2 separate regions of the Danio rerio genome follow, and region 1 is linked to region 2. The links are chromatin contacts, called in public Hi-C maps. All regions are on one chromosome and are shown on one strand. The core of a region is the stretch at or near the end of the contact, and the rest is flanking DNA. Distances in the headings are between cores, read along the strand shown.

Evidence for each region. Hi-C and Micro-C count contacts between places; a contact is called where the count stands out from the background.
Region 1: a Hi-C map of skeletal muscle shows a contact between it and region 2, with 4 times the contacts expected there. The contact joins the promoter of si:dkey-14k9.3 here to the promoter of cmasa in region 2. A contact is called at or near these places in 10 of 18 Hi-C or Micro-C datasets (caudal fin, embryo, fibroblasts and 3 more) and 2 of 4 datasets of contacts at active chromatin or transcription factors (caudal fin and embryo).

The regions. Positions count from the first base shown.
Region 1 is chr4:15,480,378-15,483,077 of GRCz12tu, reverse strand. si:dkey-14k9.3 reads left to right here and starts at 1,400. Exons shown (of 2, transcript NM_001039063.1): 1 at 1,400-1,433. The coding sequence starts at 1,400. It overlaps akr1b1.1 (aldo-keto reductase family 1, member B1 (aldose reductase), tandem duplicate 1), which reads right to left and starts at 471. Exons shown (of 10, transcript NM_001002048.1): 1 at 336-471. The coding sequence starts at 398.
Region 2 is chr4:15,308,059-15,310,758 of GRCz12tu, reverse strand. cmasa (cytidine monophosphate N-acetylneuraminic acid synthetase a) reads right to left here and starts at 1,306. Exons shown (of 8, transcript NM_001040252.2): 1 at 904-1,306; 2 at 670-812. The coding sequence starts at 1,121. It overlaps LOC141381604 (a long non-coding RNA gene), which reads left to right and starts at 30. Exons shown (of 5, transcript XR_012402012.1): 1 at 30-148.

The DNA.
Region 1 (2,700 bases), core at 151-2,650, 170 kb before region 2:
TATAATATTTTTTATTATAAATGTGTAAATATGCACATTATTTGTTGTTTAATTCAAACATGTGCTACTTTACAATTCTAAAAGTCTGAACTTTGGAAGAAATCAGGTTTAATATAATGTAGTTAGACAAATCAGCTATGAACGTTCTACTGTAAAAACCTTCAGATATGAAACTGTATAAAAAGTGGAGATTTATGAAAATAAAAACACAAATATCTCAGTTTTTTTGCCTGTTGTGTCTTTGGGTATACAATAAATGCTGCATTAATATAATATAATATAATCAAAACCATTTACAATGAAACTAGGCTACTATATTGAACGATTGTACTCACCCTCCATGTTCCCAGTCCAACAATGGGCATCTTAGCTCCATTATTGAGAGTTACAGATGTCATAGTGAGGTGTATTTTTAAATCTGATATTAGATATCTAATTCATAAGCACTTGCTCAAATCTGCAGCTTCTCTCTCTTTACAGCAGCCTGAGCTTCTGTATTTATTGCCTCTGCTCGTATGTGGATTTGATTGGCCAGGCCTGGAAACACCCCGTAGATGGAAGGAGGAGCAGCAATTCCATTTTATTCCAACCCCAGCATGCTTTGAGATGATTCTGGTTAAACATGTGAACGTGATACGGACAAAATAATAATAATAATAATAAAAAAAACATAAATAAACAATATCACAACAATAAAACTACATCATTACAAATACATTTGCATTCAATTTGTGCAGTACACTAATCGAGTTTAATGATTAATTGTAGCTAAAATAAATAATTTAAATGTTTTTTTTTTATAGTTTTAACAGTTTTAATGTTGTTTAAATAGTTTAATAATTATATGTAAGTAAATTACTTTTGTTTAAATTTAGACAGTTTTACGATTGTCTTTGATTTTTACAACTCGAAGGACAATTATAGCAAAATAGTATTAAAGCATCAGTGTTTGTTATTTTATAGAGTAAAACGCTTGATTTATTTTTATTTAAACAGTTTGAGATATTTATAATACTAATAATAACAAAAAAAACTAAATATTTTGTTCTTTCCTACTTTCTTCCTATCGTAAGTATTTTATTATTATTATATTTTTTGAAAGATAACATATATTACATCGATAACAATTATTGCAACAGTTGTTTGTATAGTTTTATTTTATTTTTACTGCGGACGTACGCAAGAAGCTTTTATTTTGAAACTCATTTTGACTGTAGTCAGAGCCGTTTTCACATGATTGTCGGGACTAAAATCCAAAACAAAGTGATTAATAATTTAGTTGTTTTGCGTGGTAAATCCACTAACAAATAATCTAACAATATTAGTGTTTTAAACAAGCTATTCAGGAGATATGCAGAGCACCTCTAGACTTTAAGCACAGCAGTTAAATGCCTACATCATGGACAATAAAATCTCCCAACAAGAGCACTTTGGTGAGAAAAATACTGCTCGTGTTTGTCATTTATAAACATTTTATTTTGCAGATATTAGAAGTTGAAATATTCATATGCCTTCTATGAACTGTTATGCATTTGATTATTTTCAGTGAAATCTCAATCATGCTAACTGATCTTGTGTGCATTATATATTATGCTTATGAATTTATTTTGATGATGGTTTAAATCCAGTTAAACACAAAATAAGAAAATTTTTTCTTTATATTCCATAGATGATAAAACCTCAAACACACCTGGACCAAGTGAAGGGTGAGTAAATTATTTTCATTTTTTTGGGGTGAACTATCCCTTAAAAAGGCTTTGACACTAACCTCCAGGCAGATTTCCTTTGCTCTTGACCTCTCAGTGCCTCTTCTGCACTTCTTTTTCAATCTTCATATGGATTATTGTACTGCAGAAGTATTTGATGAATCATGGGATGCCAGTAGATTTTGTTTTATTGGTGTCAGAAGAGTTCAACTCATTTTTGTGACAGTGGACACAAAAACTTAAGCTTTTAAGTTGCACAAGTATATTTTTTGTAAAGAATAAAACCAATACAAGCAGTCAAAATGATCAATTTTTCCTTTATTCCAAAAACAAATAAAATTAAAGAGGAAGTAAAGATCATGCTCCAAGACGACATTATGTAAATGTCCTATCATAAACATGTAAAACTTAATTTTTGATTATTAATATATCTTGATTTGAATGTAGACAACTTTAAAGGAAATCTTCTCAAAATATCTTGATTTCTTTGAACCCACAGATTCCAGATGATGAATAGATGGCCAAATATTGCCACATCATAACAAACATACATCAATAGAAAGCGTATTTCCAAAATTATGGCAGGTTTTGTGGTCCAGGGTCACATTTTGACATAAAAGTTAATTTGTATAATATCGGGGATATAATATATTACAAAAAGTAATATTTTATAAAATCTTACAGATTCAGAACAACTTAAATGAGGAATGAAAGACAATCATTTAGTAACTCATGCCTATGATACATATTCCTTAATACGTTTATAAGTATGAGCAATAAGAAATGTACATCATGGCGAGTTGCATTCCACCTTGTTTTTTGGACACACTCAGGAGTGCACAATATAAACCAATGTAAATCTTCACAGAAAAAGCAGACCGATATATAATAAAGTCTTTTGAAAGACATCTTACAATTACTAATGAAAGGCACTAACATGTAGATACCTCTATGAATGTTATATGTGACTGAGAAGCTGAAAATATCCATTGCA
Region 2 (2,700 bases), core at 57-2,556:
TATAAATATTGTTGTTTTTTTACTTACAGCCTGCTTGTAGCCTGTGAATTGCATTCTATCAGCAAGGACAACGATTTCAGACAAAATAAACTACGTCAATGTTCTACTGAACGGGGGAAAAGTCAACTACATCTTGTTTGGCTTGAGGGTAAGCAATTTAACACCAGCTTTTTTATTTTTGGAGACATATCCAATAAAGTATCTATTACATCCTTTATAATCAAAAACAAACAACAGAGTAGTCATTCAAATAGACTTTTAGACATTTTATTTAGCAAAACGTGACACTTGATGATCCGTTTGCACGTTGTTTAGAGAATTACACACAAGCATACTTAAAACAATATTTCTTTCCAAATGCATTGAACTTTCAATGCAAAAAAAAAACTGCAGTTGTAAATATTATTATAATTACTCTTTAAAATTATTCATCAGAATTGGGAAAATGCACGTTGTTTTGATTTTCGTCCTCATAAGGCATATAATAGCCACTGCATCCTGATGTGCAATGCAAAGAATGGCACAACTTTAACCTCGTTTATGTGGCTCAGATCCGGTTGGTCTGTTTGTTCAACCAACAAGCAAGCAGAGGACGCACAAGTTTCACAAGCTGTAGATACACCCCTATAGAGAATTAGCAATGGAATTTGACTGCAAAAGATTTACAACCTCGGTGCTGTCTGCTGAACTCCCGAATGGTGTCCAGTGAGCTGGAGGAGTCCTGGGACACTTCTGGGCTCCTCTTGTGCACCTTTGCACCCCAAGCCAAGGCCACTTTGGCGATCTCTTCGTGATCAGTAGACACCCAAACACTGCAAAAGCAGGCATAAGAGACAATACTGCAAATATTTCAAAAGCAACCATACAGATATATATATGGATGCTGACGTCACACAGCACGACCTGTTAAAGACATTGGAGTCCACAGCCGCTCTGATCACCCATCCGATCAGGGGAACCCCTGCAAGCATCTTAATGTTCTTCAGGGGGATTCCTTTACTCCCTCCACGGGCCAGAATAAGAGCAGAGATGTGTCTGGATTTTCTTCGTTTTGGGCTGGTACTGTTCCCATGACTGTCGTCCTTCATAGCGCGTTTACCGTTTTCATTTACTGCGTCCATTACTGTTTCCAGCCAATTAATATTTCCACACGTAGTGCGAACGATTGGGTTGATTAAAAAAGGTTCCTCCAATTATTCAGACTCGAACTACAGGGCGTTTATTTCATTCTGATGTAATTATCTTCTCAAATAAACCATAAAAGCTGGCAATAGACCACGTCTCAAGTTTGTCACGCCTGTAACGTAACCGTAGTGACTAAACTAACACGCGCACTGGATTTTTAATCCGTCTCTTAGACGGTTCAATAGTGAACAATTGTATAATCGGGTCATTTGACTGAGCTTAATCGAGTTTGTATATGTAAACAGTGAATAGTAAACAATTAACAGAGTTTAAACATTTTTTTAATTAGAGTGTAAAAGGTACTGCGCACAATTATGGTTGTTTACGGGACTTCCGTACAACCCGGAAATCACACTCTAAAATAAACAATCTGCAGTCAAAGCAATAAAACTGTTCATTTTATTGATATAAGTAATTACAATCAGACACAGGCTGTATTGTTGACGGTGTACTGGCATTATGTGTGCTTTATTAACAATAACACAGTTTAAAGGACATTGAAAAATGTGGCGTTTTCAACTAAGAGTTACCAAATAACAAACTGCTTCAAAACTTTTACTCGCAGTTAAATTCAAATTATTTATTTTAACGTGTATTTGTTTGGCACATTTTGCTCAAACAGTTTTAACTCGGTTTAAAATATAAAAGTATACTGTAATAAAAACATTTTTACATTTCGCACATCAAAAGTAAAAAAATATATAATCACAGTTACATCTATTCATCTATATATATATATATATATATATATATATATATATATATATATATATATATATATATACATACAGTTGAAGTCAGAATTATTTGCCACCTTTGAATTTATTTTTTCTTTCTTTTTTAAATATTCCCCAAATGATGTTTAACAGAGCAAGGAAGTTTTCACAGTATTTCCTATATTATTATTATTTCTTCTGGAGAAAGTCCTATTTGTTTTATTTCGGCTAGAATAAAAGCAGTTTTACATTTTTAAAAACCCATTTTAAAGTCAAAATTATTAGCCCCTTTAAGCTGTATTTTTTTATCAACAGTTTACAGAACAAACCATCGATATACAATAACTTTCCTAATCACCCTAACCTGACTAGTTAACCTAATTAACCTAGTTAAGCATTTTAATGTCACTTTAAGCTGTATAGAAGTGTCTTGAAAAATATCTAGTGAATATTATTTACTGACATCATGTCAAAGATAAAATAAATCAGTTATTAGAGATGAGTTTTATATATATATATATATATATATATATATATATATATATATATATATATATATATATATATATATATATATACATGCACTGTGTTAATATAAAGGAAAACTATAAATAAATGTAACATGCACACATTAAGACAAATACATAAATTTCAAACGTTTTTAATATTTGCAGTTCATTTCGCCATGGCTACTCCTAATTAATAAAAGGATAAAGCCAAAAATGAATAAATGAATCTTTTTTTATATTGTACAAGACCTGTATATACTGTATATCCCCAACAGATCTCACCTCAGTTC